Linked DNA regions of Mus musculus: all the other regions are linked to region 1. The links are chromatin contacts, called in public Hi-C, HiChIP or PLAC-seq and promoter capture Hi-C maps. All regions are on one chromosome and are shown on one strand. The core of a region is the stretch at or near the end of the contact, and the rest is flanking DNA. Distances in the headings are between cores, read along the strand shown. Region 1 holds the start of Saysd1 (SAYSVFN motif domain containing 1). Region 2 overlaps Kcnk5 (potassium channel, subfamily K, member 5). Region 3 has its middle 18 kb from the start of Gng2. Region 4 has its middle 27 kb from the start of Kcnk5.

Evidence for each region. Promoter capture Hi-C pulls out the DNA fragments that hold promoters and counts their contacts. A called contact is a pair of places that touch in the nucleus more often than the background predicts. HiChIP or PLAC-seq counts read pairs in DNA pulled down with a chosen protein or histone mark.
Region 2: a contact with region 1 is called in a Hi-C map of liver, with 2.8 times the contacts expected there. The contact joins the enhancer-like site here to the promoter of Saysd1 in region 1. A contact is called at or near these places in 7 of 39 promoter capture datasets (the 3T3-L1 cell line, cranial neural crest, embryonic stem cells and 4 more), 3 of 484 Hi-C or Micro-C datasets (B cells, embryonic stem cells and liver), 5 of 115 datasets of contacts at active chromatin or transcription factors (bone marrow-derived macrophages, effector CD8 T cells, embryonic stem cells and 1 more) and 1 of 9 other capture datasets (pancreatic islet).
Region 3: a promoter capture Hi-C map of embryonic stem cells shows a contact between it and region 1. The contact joins the enhancer-like site here to the promoter of Saysd1 in region 1. A contact is called at or near these places in 9 of 39 promoter capture datasets (the 3T3-L1 cell line, the C10 cell line, cranial neural crest and 5 more), 12 of 484 Hi-C or Micro-C datasets (the AtT-20 cell line, CD4 T cells, CD8 T cells and 8 more), 5 of 115 datasets of contacts at active chromatin or transcription factors (effector CD8 T cells, embryonic stem cells, fibro-adipogenic progenitors and 1 more) and 3 of 9 other capture datasets (adipose tissue, liver and pancreatic islet).
Region 4: a contact with region 1 is called in an H3K27ac HiChIP or PLAC-seq map of extraembryonic endoderm stem cells. The contact joins the enhancer-like site here to the promoter of Saysd1 in region 1. A contact is called at or near these places in 2 of 39 promoter capture datasets (cranial neural crest and embryonic stem cells), 1 of 484 Hi-C or Micro-C datasets (embryonic stem cells), 7 of 115 datasets of contacts at active chromatin or transcription factors (cardiomyocytes, embryonic stem cells, extraembryonic endoderm stem cells and 1 more) and 3 of 9 other capture datasets (adipose tissue, liver and pancreatic islet).

The regions. Positions count from the first base shown.
Region 1 is chr14:20,080,979-20,084,442 of GRCm38.p6, reverse strand. Saysd1 (SAYSVFN motif domain containing 1) reads left to right here and starts at 1,271. Exons shown (of 2, transcript NM_026209.1): 1 at 1,271-1,565. The coding sequence starts at 1,356.
Region 2 is chr14:20,161,145-20,164,440 of GRCm38.p6, reverse strand. The region is part of intron 1 of Kcnk5 (potassium channel, subfamily K, member 5); the gene reads left to right. Among named protein-coding and RNA genes, the nearest start is that of Kcnk5, 19 kb to the left of the region's middle. Within about 2 kb of position 1,545, at least 48 of the 459 cell types and tissues checked have an H3K27ac peak or open chromatin away from gene starts, as enhancers often do. A contact at or near this core is called in liver, where this site is marked.
Region 3 is chr14:19,993,543-19,996,624 of GRCm38.p6, reverse strand. No RefSeq gene overlaps it. Among named protein-coding and RNA genes, the nearest start is that of Gng2, 18 kb to the right of the region's middle. Within about 2 kb of position 1,269, at least 27 of the 459 cell types and tissues checked have an H3K27ac peak or open chromatin away from gene starts, as enhancers often do. A contact at or near this core is called in CD8 T cells, embryonic stem cells and trophoblast stem cells, where this site is marked.
Region 4 is chr14:20,206,718-20,209,930 of GRCm38.p6, reverse strand. No RefSeq gene overlaps it. Among named protein-coding and RNA genes, the nearest start is that of Kcnk5, 27 kb to the right of the region's middle. Within about 2 kb of position 1,345, at least 50 of the 459 cell types and tissues checked have an H3K27ac peak or open chromatin away from gene starts, as enhancers often do. A contact at or near this core is called in extraembryonic endoderm stem cells, where this site is marked.

The sequences.
Region 1 (3,464 bases), core at 22-2,521:
AACAAAAAACCCAAAACAACAAAAAAATCTTTCCAATTAGAATGTAGAAAGCAAAGGTCTTTATTTCATTTGTGATCCCTGCCTCCTGCTCTCAATCCTTAATGTTTGGTGCCGAACTCAACACATAGCCCTAGACAAACATTTGTTAAATGAATATTTTCTAGCTTTTTGACTCGAACTCAGTAGTATCCAACAAGTATTTGAGACTCAATTCTGCAAGTGCTACTTAGCTAAATCCTTGGTACTTAGCTTGGAGCTTTAAAAATCTGTAAAACTGTAAGATCTAAAATTTTAATTTTTGGGTAAATACTAATTGCAAGAAAGGATAAGAACACCCAGAGTTCTAGAAATGTTCTTTACTGGATGGTAGTTACACACTATAGTTACGATTTATAGATTTTATATATTTTTAGTATGTTTTGGTCATATGCATTCTCCTCCTCTAACTCCTCCAACATTGACCCCTCTCGCACCTTGTCCTCTTTTTCACTTTTTAAGAAGTCCACAAATTCCCATTCATGGGTATGGAGCAATCCACCAGGATCTACCAGGGCTTACATGAAACTGACTCTCTACCCCGCCCGAAATCATCACCCATAAGTAGCTCCCCAGTTAGGAGTGGGGGCTTGCGAAGGTTGGGTCGTTTGGTTTTGTGCAGGCAAACACGCTGCTGGGAGTTCAAGAGTGGCCCTGTGATGGCCATAAGACAGTTTCAGTCTGGCTTCCTCCTATCCTTAGCTTTTAAAGTCTTTTGACAACCCCCCCCCCCAGGTTTGTGTATTTAAGTTTTTCCTCAGTAAGTTCGTTTGTTTTACATTTCTTGTCTAGTCAATGCATCTTTCTAGTGTAGCAAGCAAACTAAATGCTAAGAAAATGGAGGTGTGAACACCTTCAGCGAGACTGATAGACTGCAGTAAGAGTTAGAAGGTAGGACGCATCCTGCCTTTCTGACACGGGAAACTTCCCAGAGATCACAGGTCTCCTCCCGCGTCCCGAGACGCTTTTTCTGCGGTGCTGACCACTGGCTTCCCCGCATGCGTTCTTCCCTGAACCTGAGGTGAGGAGCAAACACGTCAGAACTGAGTTCTGCGGCCCGGGCAAGAGCCGGAACATCTGACGGTTCTCATACTTTAAACGCAACCTTTTAGCCGGAGGAGATGGGACACTCAGTTCACTCTCCTCTCGAGAACCGAGGACCGCTCCAGGTACAGGAGGGTCACCAGACGTCACAAAGCCTTGGAAAATTCCGACCCGGGCTCATGCAACGCGCAGGCGCAACAGAGGGCCACGTGCGCAGGCGCACGGCGGCCGAGGACAGGCCTGGACACACACCGGCGAGCGGGCGGCTGCGCACCATGGAACAGCGGTTAGCCGAGTTCCGGGAGGCCCGCAAACGGGCCAGTCTGGTAGCCCAGCCTTCCACGTCCAGTCAGAGCGTACAGACCTCGGGAGCGAAGGCGGAGCCAGCGGCGGCGACCCCAAAGACAGCCACGGGCTGGCTGACACGCTTCCTGAAACGGAAAGCCAACCCCGCCATCGCTCAGGCTCAGCCCAACCAGCCTCAGGTGAGGAGAGAGGCCTGCACCTTGAAGCTCCGCCTCCGCGCGGGGGCCACGCCCCTGCCTGCCCAAGCCACACCCAGGATATCTGGCTCTTCCTTGTCCTGTGCGCTCTCTCCTCGCCTGCCTCGTGGCTGGACACCGCATTTCCGCTCTGTGTATCAGCACATGATACGTGGCCTTGACGTTTTCCATCCCAGACAATCCTATGCAGCAACTAGTTGAAAACAAAGCGAAGCTCTAGGGAGCTTGAAGAAACATCTCTGCTCTCCAGTTGTTCACTGCGAGTTAATGACAGAGATTCGTGGCTTTGAGAAACTGATAAGTTATTTCTCCACTGGTGAAGTAAGCCAATTCAAGCCAGATTAGTATATATATAGGTTTATCGGGAAGCTGCTTTTGTGCCGATGAGTTCACTGGCCCTAGGAAGGAGGCCAGGGAAGTCGCCATGAGAAGGGAGACAGAGGGGAGGGAGAAGAGAAAGAGAGAAGGAAAAGGAAGAAGAGGAAGAGAGAAAACCAACCAAACAAAAAAAAGTCTGGGTTATATAGTAAAGAGCCTGTGGGCTGGAAAGTTCAGGGTTGGGGGTAGGGTATGCTAGGTAGGGACTGAGAGATGCTTGGAGAACCTGGAGGCCAGGTCTGCTTGGTGTGTAAAATATACACCTCAGCACCTTGTCCTGGGGTCTGAAACCACTGAGCTGCATCCACTGCTAGTGAGGGGGTAAAGGCCTTACTGGTTATGGCTCAGAGGTGGCAGTAATTAAGGCTGCACTTTATTCACACCTTGGGTAGAGGAAGCCAGTGTCTCGGGTAGCTTGTACTTTAGAAATGGGATTTGGACCAGGAAACAAAAAGAGGTTTGAGACTATGGCCATACTGTTCTGAATGCAGCTTGATTTCTGAAGCTAAGCAAGGTCTGGCCTGTGCAAAACGGGGTTTGACTATGGAAGTGTGGCCACTGTAACTGCCTAGAGTGATGTGCATGGGCTTATAGGCCCCTCTTGGACTAGAGAAGGGTATTCAAGTTCAACTGTGAGTGATCTAGGTAGAAATAATTTGGACAAGTATGATAGCCCATTCGAATCTCATTGTGGCTTCATATAGTTCCACACAGGAGTATCCTGGCAAAGGTACTTGCCTGTGAGGTTGGAATCCCTGGGTGGAAATATGAAACACTCCAAGGAGGAAATTTGTGTCCTGGTTTGGTTTTTGTTATTTTGATAAACACCATAACCAAAGCCATGTGGGGAGGAAGGGGCTTATTTTAGCTTACAGGCCATGGACTTGCCTACTGGCACTCTCATTTCTCAATTGAGATTCCCTCTTCCCAGAAGACTCTAGTTTGGGTCAAATTGACAAGAAATGAACCAGCACACTACGCTTTTCAGCAGTCACAGGGCCTTAGTTTCTTGTAACCATAACAAGAGCCAAATACATACATAGGGCTGGGTCTGTAAGAAGTCAAATGAGGAAAACAGAGAATAGACCCAGTCTGACCTCTACACAAAGCAGACTTTTATTGCTCTGAGAGGCTGGCACACCCAAACCCTGCTGATCAGTACCTGAGGGTACAGGAGAACGTGCCATGTAGGATCAGGGACTGGGAGAGCATGGCTTTGCCAGACCCAGAAACTGCTTTTCTGGGTAAACTGCTTTTTGAAATAAGTGTGGGGGATGAATCTGTTTGTTTAACCTCTGGGCAGCAGGTGAAAGATAAGTCAGTTTGCCTTTTTTGGTTTACCTCCAGAGTTCCAGTACATGTTAATGGGGGTGGACTGCTTTCTGGAGAATATGGGTGGCAGGCATTTTGGAGTCTTTGCCCTGTTTTATGGCCTTGTCTAGGGGTGGGGATTTCCTTAGTAAGGAAGGACTGTAATCCTAGCTCCTTAGGAGGCTATGGCAG
Region 2 (3,296 bases), core at 296-2,795, 80 kb before region 1:
TGACATTCTTGTGAAGCTCCAAGTCATCGGGTCCCCCTGCTTGGTCTGTTGGGTGTCATTATGTATCTTTGTATTTGTTTGTGTTGAAGGCACCTGTGTTTATCGATCATCAAATTGGTATGCTTTAGCCTGTGGCGTGGCATACCCTGTCCAGACAGTATGGAAGCCCTGAAGCCTGAATTACCCGGGGCACGGTGGTTTCCACTGAGTGAATTTTTAAAAGCAGGTTTGAGGTTCAAGCCACACTTCAGGTTTACAAAAACAAGCCAGGGAATGGCTGTAAGTTTAGCACTGAGTCACGGAAACTCAATTTAAAAACAGAAGCTAGGCAGGGCCAAGCTGTGGGGACTGGGTTATTGATGGCTTTTTCTCTTTCTGCCTGCACATTTTCTGTAATGCAGTTGTATTGTGTTTATAACAAAGAACTTGATTTTTTTTTATGGCACGGAATGCACATTCACCCGTTACACACTGGCCGTTTTAAAGTATGGGGGAACACAAGGCTGGTTTTAACAGAACATCCTCTAAAGCCCCTTCAGTAGTCAGTGAACGGTGGGAGAGAGGTCTTCAGTTAAATAAAGTGTAACCTCTGGGAAGTGAGTGCTCAGAGTGACAAGAACTTTCTAAAGCCGAGTCGCCTCTGAGGACTAATGCCATTCATTAGCAGTAGAGACTCAGGGCCTGGAGCACTCAGGGTTGGAAGTTTGAGACCAGGCTGGGGAGGTGGCTCCATTGTCTTAATTGAGTTCAGATTTCCACACCCATGAGAAAAGCCAGCCACAGCAGTGTGCAGTGTGTGTCTACAGTTTCAAGGCTGAGGAAGCAGGCTGCAGAGTTCCTGGGGCTTGTCGGCCGGCCCTGCTAGCCCACAGTGAGCGCTAGGTTTATTGAGAGACCCTATCTGAAAAATAAAGGGAAAGTGATTGAGCAAGACACATGTGTGTGCACGAGTACACACACACACACATGCACGCACGCACGCACACAAAAACAAGCACACGAAGTTTAAGACTGATCACCTGACCTAGCAGGCTAAAGAAGGCACACAGCTCCATTGTACATCGAGCTGGCTCTTACCTGGGTTGCTTGGTGTCTTGCTCAGGTGAGAGGACTCTCCTGGAGGTCTGTAAACAAGTGGGGTCCTGACCTCTCTATGCCTCCAGCCCTGCCGAATTCCTTGGGGGCCCAAGAAATCTCACCGTGTGTTTGAGATTACCAGGAAACAGGATCTCAGGCGAGAGATGAAGAAGGCTGTTGTAGCCTGAGGCTTTGGTCAGCCTGACAGTCCAGGGAAGGCACATACATCCTAGGGGGAGATGCAGGTAGGGTATGTTTGATATAGATTCTACAAGTGGGATATGCTGAGATGTGCGTTTACTTCTTAATATGATATCTCTCATTGAAGCTGTTTAAACGAATAAATGAAAGTTCAGATCGCATTGCTCAGTCCTTGGCTGGATTTCAAGTACTCAGTAGCCACATGAGACTGAACCGATGAGCCTATCTCGTAGTGCAAAGTTCTGCTCGCTGGTCTGTTTTCTGTTGCTGGTAATGCAATACCACAGATGACTTTGTACTTTGTGAAGAGGTTTATTCTGGCTCAGTTCTGGCCCATGGTCAAGGGGCTGTGTCTGATGATGGGCTTCTTGTTGGCAGCATCCTGAGGTGGTGCATCATAGCCCATGCAGAAAAACAAGTATCTATGATGGTGTGGAGGGGCCCCACCCTGATGACTTTATCCAATCCTTATCCCCTCCCTTAGGCACAGCTCAGAAAGCCATAGTTGGATTAAATTTCCACCCTCTTAGCATCTCACCATGGGGATTAAATCTCAGCTTGTGAACCTTTGTGGGGGAGGGCACTTACATCATATCTAAGCCACAGGCGTACAGCACAAGGGTGCTGGTAATACCGCATATTTGAGTGTGCCTAGCCACCTTGTATTCCTGATCTAGGGAGGGCTGATAGCATATCCAAGACATCTTAGAAGATCCTAAAATGGGGAGAGGGGAGGTGAGATGGGCTTGTGCTTTAAGTGGGTGGAATCTATGGCTAAGTGATTGCCTCAGTCCTAGCTTATTCCTGTCTGGTTTGCTTTGTTTTATTTTTGAGACATATTCTTGCCATGTAGCCCAGGCTAGCTTTGGACTGGTGATCCTCCTGCTTCGTTCGGCCTCTGAGTGTTAGGATAGCAGGCGTGTGTCACCGCGCCTCGATGCCTCTCTGTCTTTGTGCCTTTGTTTCCCTGCTTCCAGCCTTTTGCTTTCCCTTGAAGGGGCCAGTATGGCTTGTTCTCTTGTTCTGTGACCTCTCTCTCTCTCTCTCTCTCTCTTTTTTTTTTTTTTTTTTTTTTTTGAGACAGGGTTTCTCTGGCCTCTGCCTCTGCCTCTGCCTCTGCCTCCCAAGTGCTGGGATTAAAGGCGTGTGCCACCACCGCCTGACTTGTTCTGGGACCTCTTGTGGTATCTTTTTGCCTAACTTCCATCTGCCAGCCTAGGCTCTACCTTTGCCTGGTAGCAGATCCTCCTGGGCAGGCAGTGGCTTGTCCTGCCTGTGTTGTGCCCCTTTCTGGGCACATGGCTGTGGCTCAGCAAAGTCGCAAATGAATCAATTGACTGTGTTCCAAGCTGCATGGGACAGGGAACAGCCGTGGCTCTGGTCCCACCTTTGGGTTACATGTGTTAAGTGATCACCCTGCATATGGGTGGGGTGCTGGTCCCTGGCTAGGCAGGCATCTGTAGCAGCCAGACACAGTTGCCCCTTTGTCCCTCCATAGAGAGGAATGGCTCAGAGTCCCCTGGGGAGAATGGACGTGTAAAGAAAGGCCTCCTGTTCTCCCATCTCTCCCTGTTTTTCCCTGGATTGACCAGAAGCCCCATGTTAGAATGGGGAGGGCCAAGGGCCCTGAAGAGGGCAGGATGAGTCATGAAGCCTGATGCTGGGTTGTAGTTCTATTATTGTTGATATTTTATGTGTATGATGTTTTGCCTGCATGTATGTCTGTGTACCTGGTCCCCCAGAAAACCTAAGAGGGGATTGGATTCCCCGAAACTGGAGTTGACAGGTGATTGTGAGCTGCCATATGGGTGCTGGGAATCAAACCCAGGTCTTTTGGAAGAGCGGCAAGTGCTGCTAACTTCCTGAGCCATCTCTCCAGCCTCTAGGGTAGTTTTTAAGTGACTCCTGTCCTAGCTCCAGCTGTCCCAGCTCCAGCCCGGGGACTCTACTTTAGCAGATGTGAGGATAGATGGCCCCTCTGGCAATTCCAAGAAAGTCCTTCCTGCTGCTCTGTTGGA
Region 3 (3,082 bases), core at 20-2,519, 88 kb after region 1:
GTTGTGAGCCACCATGTGCTTGCTGGGATTTGAACTCAGGACCTTCAGAAGAGCAGTCAGTGCTCTTACCCACCGAGCCATCTCACCAGCCCCCTCACATAACTTTTAAAGAGTGAATTTTGTTTTGCGGAAATCATCCTCAAAACAAATGGTAAAAGACCAAGATGTAGTACAGAGATATTTGTTTAAAATATAATAATGCCATGACATCTGGTTTTTTTAATTAAAAAAAAAAGTTTTTGATTCTTTGTGTCACATCATATACCCAAAGCCCACTCATCTCCCCATTTCCTAGTATCTGCCCTTTGTTTGTCCTTGCAATCTCCTGCCACCCCAATAAACACAACACACACAAGCATGTAAACATCTCATGGTGGAAGCTGTAGTGTGTCACAGTGTGTCCCACAGTACAGCCCTTGGTCCACACGTCTTCACTTTCAAACGTTCATTGCAATGCGTCATTGGTTTAGTCCAAGGTCTCTGGCTTTTGTGACACAATCAATATTGGATTTCTGGGATTCCTCCCATCCTGCAGTTTTGAATTGGCAGGACTGACTGGCCCTTTCACGAGGCTCAATAGTTCACAGATTATATAGATTTTAGGGTGAGCCAACTCAAAGCCTAGATAACAGCTGAGCTGGTCAGCTCACCATCTCTCCTTTATCTGAACCATCAGGTGTGGAGAGCTTTGGGTTCCTGCTTGGCAGGAATCTGACATTGGCCGAAGACGAGGAAATGGGCTTCAGGCAGGAATCTGACATTGGCCATGACAAGGAAGTAAGCTCAGGCAGGAATGTAATTTTAGGCTAGAACAGGGAAGTAGGTTTCAGGCACGATGAATATGACTTTGGGCTAGGACAGGGAAGTAGGCTCAGTTATCATTCTGACTAAGCACTCAGTAACAGTGATCATGGAACTCTGTTTATTGCCTTGCTTGTTCCATGACTATTTGTGTTTATTGCCTTGCTTGTTTCTTAACCTAGGACTCACCTTATTACTTGTATGTAATTAAAACGGTATAAAAGCAGTTTGGGAAAAAATAAACCCGCCTCAGCCGCAGAACTGGCTGGGGTCATGTTGTCTAATTGTCTTTCTTCTTTTTAATCCTCACTCCTGTGCTGGAGAAGCTGTTGACTGACTGAGCGGGCTTGGTCAATCAGGACGAGCTCTCTAGCACTACTCCAGTTGGTCCTCTTAATTGGCAGAAGGAAGTGTCAGCTCTTCTGCTCTCATACCCTGGGGTCTGGTTCACCTGCAGTCACCACTGCCAGCTCCACTGAGCTGCCTAATCAAGGTGCAGCGCCCGCTCTCCCAAGTGCTACAGCCTGTGAGGGGCTGGGCCTACTCTCCTTTTCTCACACCCCCAGGGCTGGCTGAGCCCAGGAGAGGTGCAGGGTCCTTTCTCCTTAGTGCTACAGCTGGTGAGAGGCAGGGCCAGCAATTCCTACGGACTACTGCCGGTGGCAAGTGGGAGGGGCAAGGGAGAGCATCACCCTTGAGCCCTCTCTACCTCATGGCAGATGAACCAGCTCTCCCTGGCTCTGACCCTTGGAGCTGGCTCCCTGCATCCCCTCCACCAGAGTGGCATCCCTTACTTCTTTACTTATTTATATTTCTTTATTTATATTTATATTTATTTTGTTTTTCAAGAGAGGGTTTCTCTGTGTAATAGCCCTGGCTGTCCTGGAACTCACTTTGTAGATCAGGTTGGCCACAAACTCACAAAGACCTGACACCTCTGCCTACTGAGTGCTGGGATTAAAGGTTTGCGCCACCACCCCTGGCTACGCTGGCATTCTTATTGCTCATTCCATAATGCAAACGTAGAGTCAGCATGTGTACAGATCCATGTCTAACTTCACACTTGGGTTGCTTTCTTCCGTTCTAGGAGCAGTGCTCTAGCAGACCTGGAACGTTAGTCAGGGGCTGGGTACTCTGGCAGACTCGCTCTTTGCTTAAGTAGTTGCTGTGCAACCATTAGAAACATTAGAATATTGTTTTGGCAAAGGTGAGTTCCTCTTGTCTTTTGAAATCAGAATTCTACCCAGGCAGCTTCAGCAAGAGCTGTGTGTTTCCACAAGAGATGGCAACCTGAAAGCCTTTGCTTCAGTTTAGGCACACACTACAGTTTGTTTTCTGCTTTACTCAAAAACAATTTTCATCCTTGACTTCTAATTCTTCTATTGCTGTGAAGAGGCAACTTATGAAAAAAAGCATTTAAATTGGGAGCTTGCTTACAGTTTCAGAGGGTGAGTCCACAGCCATCATGGTGGGGACCGTGGTGGCAGGCAGGCAGGCATGGCACTGGAGCTGTAGGTAAGAGCTTCCCTATGATCAATAAGCAGGAAGCATGGTGGCGAGAGGGGAGGAAGAGAGGGGTGGAGCTAACGGGAAATAGCATTGGCTTTTGAAACCTCAAAGACCACCTGCAGTGACACCCTTCCCCCAACCTGCCCACCTCCTAATTCGTACCAAACAGTAAATTTTATATAAAAAAGTAAGTTCCAACAACGGGGGACCAAATATATTATGAATGGCTAAGGGGCTCATTCTCATTCAAACTACTATGATCCTTTTTGTGAAGAAACCTTGTTTCTATCTGTGCTCCATGTATCTTTCTGGTGTCTCCCAGGACCTCTATGGATGCTTCTCTACAGAATCCAAATTCAACAGAAACTCAGAAGCAGGATCTTCAGCCTTTTTGGCTGGCATCCTCTTAGTTGGGTACAGGCTGAACTCTGATCTTTGGGTGCAGCCTAAGTTTTTCAGCTCCGAGATTTCTGAGGGTGCTCTCTTCCCTGTAGATGCCCCTCCCACTGGGCCCCACCCTCCTGAAACCCTCTACACTTTAAGTTTAGCTTCTTCATTTTGCTACCTGTGCCGTCCCTCATCTCACGATCTTAGACATTTAGAGGTGACAGTGGGTAAAGAGAAATGAAAGCTACCTTGATTGGTCTGTCCTACAAACAACCAGAACAGTGCCCCAAGCTTTCCAAGGACTGTAAATGACATCTCTCACATCACATGCCACAAGACAGCTTTGCTTCATTCTTCAATACTCTTTAGTTATGTTATATAGAAA
Region 4 (3,213 bases), core at 96-2,595, 130 kb before region 1:
ACAGGTTCTCCCTGCTGAGGTGAGGCAGGCCACAGTCTGCCTTATTTCAGCTCTCATGCACCAACAAAGGACCTTTTTAAAATCCAGTTCATGACGTGTGTGTGTGTGTGGGGGGGTCATTTTGAAGCTTAAAATAGACTTTGGGTGCCAGGCTGAGTAACTCTTTGGCCTTTCTGAGCACAGGGAGACTGTGAAATACCTGGCCAGAAAGCACTGAATTGGACTCAACTTTACTCAGGATCCAACCACAAGTTCAAGGTGCAAAAAGATGTTAAAAAGGCATCTTGGAGTAGAAACACATGATGAGGTTGTGTGTCCATCGGTTGAAGAAAATATTGTGGCCAGTGACTCACAAGAACCTGATCTGCTGTTTTTCTCAGGAACATGGTTTGGTATTTGCTAATTCAGGATGGTTCCATGGTTTAAGAGCATTGGCTACTCTTGCAAAGGATCCAGGTTTGAATCCCAGCATGAATGTAGTAGCCTCTACTGGCACCGCTTGCATGTAGTGCACATACATATCTGTAGGCAGGACATTCATAAACATAAATAAACTAGAAAAAAATTTTTATCAGGTATAGGTGCTTGCTTGTTTACAGACATTTAATGTCATCATGTGTTTCTATTTCAAGCACCAAGTGTAATGACCTGAATTCCACCCCCAGAACCCACAAGACGGAAGAAGAGAGCTGACTTGGACTCCTTTAAGTTGTCCTGTGACTTCCATACACCTGTTGTGGAACAAGCAAACACACTTGCAGAGAGAGAGAGAGAGAGGGAGAGGGAGAGGGAGAGGGAGAGGGAGAGGGAGAGGGAGAGGGAGAGGGAGAGGGAGAGGGAGAGGGAGAGGGAGAGGAAGAAGAAGAAGAAGAAGAAGAAGAAGAAGAAGAAGAAGAAGAAGAAGAAGAAGAAGAAGAAGAAGAAGAAGAAGAAGAAAAAGTTGTAAATGCTGGGTGTGGTGATGTACACCTGTCATCTCAGTATACTAGAGTCTGAGACAGGATGGGCATGAGTTCAAGGCCAGGCTGGACTATATAGTGAGACCCTGTCTCAAAAAAAATAAAAAGTGAATGAATGAGTAGATGGATGGATGGATGAATGAATGAAATGTACCCAAGTGCTTTGCAGAGTGTCTTGAAGTCTCAGCAATAGTGAAGCAGTGACTGCTCCAGCCTGGGCACTTGCACAGGGGTGACACTGTTGCCATGGCACCTGTGCTTATTTACGGTTCAACGCCCACGTTTTAACCCCTTCTTCCCCAGGGCAACCACTGCTGCAATCTGTGCTGCAGCCAGGGAGGGGCCACACCTGAGCAAACAGCAGACACAGGCTCAGCTGGAATGAAGGCCAGCCAGGAGGCTTTACGACCTGGGCCTTATCTTCTGTGGCAGTTACCAAAGCACTGCCCTGCTGTCTGTTTATACAGAGACTATCAAACAACAGGGCCTCGCGCCCTGCTTGCTCAGACCCTGGGAACTGTTCCTACAGGGCTTCTGACTGCACTAACTTGCTTCCTGCTTTCCTGGCTGAATGTTCCCATCGCCTGGTGGGCTTCGGTTTTCACTTTGGAAATGGGGATTAGAAATCGCAATCCTCAATTTACAGAGTCATGGCAAATGTGGGGTCGGCTGCAGTTCAATAGCCTAGGTGTTTGTTCTGGGCCGAAGATGAACAAGATCTGACAATGAGAAGTGAACAGGGAGTCACTCAGCCACAGCTTTGGAATTTTCAGTTAGATAAAGACTCAAGGAAAGGGAGGCATGTGGTGCTGTCCACTCACAAGGAACTTAGCGTCCGTAATTCATTTGTGTTGGTTTTGATTTGCTGAGATTGTAACAGACCCCCAGAGCTTCATTGTAACAGAGCCCTTAAGACCTTAGCCCAACTGACTCCATGATGGAAGTGCCATTCAGGCTGTAAAACTCAGCATGTTCTAGACAGCGCCACCTGTCAAAATGAAAACCAGACTTAATCCATCAAAGTCCACAGTTATGAGAAAGTCTTTAAATGTACCTGACCTTGCTTTTTGGCTTCCATAGTTCTGCTTCTGGCTAACTGTTTTTGTTAACTGAAGTATGTCATGCCAGGACATTTGTGTGTGTGTGTGTGTGTGTGTGTGTGTGTGTGTGTGTGTGTATGAACTAGAAAACTCACCCTGAGAAAGGCTTGGAACTACACTGGGATTTCGAACACCCATTGTAGTTGCCAGCCAGGTAATAAAGACTTTCTATTATTGGCTTAAACCCATGTCTAAGCATCTTTGGATATTTCCCACAACAGAGTCAGGAGCTCACATAGTCCAGGCTAGCCTTGAACTTGATATATAGCTAAGGGTGACATGGGACTCCTGACTCTCCTATCTCCACCTCTCAAGGGATAGGATGACATGTATGTGCCACCACAGCCAGCCCTCCCTTGTCTCTCTCTCTCTCTCTCTCTCTCTCTCTCTCTCTCTCTCAATGAATATCTATTAAGCCTCAACTGTGTACCAGATTCAGTGTTAATGTAACGGCTGGGTATTCTTTAGAGAGCAAAGCAAACAAGATGCTAAAACCAGGCAAGGTTGCCTGTCTGTGATCCTAGTTTGGGAAGACTGGAAAAGGAGAATCATTATTTTGGGGCCAGCCTGGATAACATAGGGAGATTTTTTTTTTTAATTTTTTGAGACAGGGTTTCTCTGTATAGCCCTGGCTGTCCTGGAACTCACTTTGTAGACCAGGCTGGCCTCGAACTCAGAAATCCACCTGCCTCTGCCTCCCGAGTGCTGGGATTAAAGGCGTGTGCCACCACGCCCAGCACATAGGGAGATTTTATCAGAAAACAATGAGAACCAGGAGCTGGAGACATGGCTATTCAAGCATAAGGATTCTGTTGATCCCCAGAACCTGTACAAAAGCACTGAGCATGGTGGGATTGCTTAAGATCCCAGCACTGAGACAAAGGCAGGTCCCCCGAGACAGCTAGCTTAGACTCTGTCACCAGTGAGCTTCAGGCCAATGGGAAACCTTGTCTCAAAGTTATTGGACACACACACACACACACACACACACTACATAAACACATGTACACACATGAACACATGTACATATTAAAAAATAATAAGTTAAACAATATAATGAACTTTAATAAGCAACCAAAGAGAAAGGAGACATGCTCTTTGTTCTCATAGTAGCATCTATTGGAGAACACAGTCATAGAGCCTATAACCAGCAA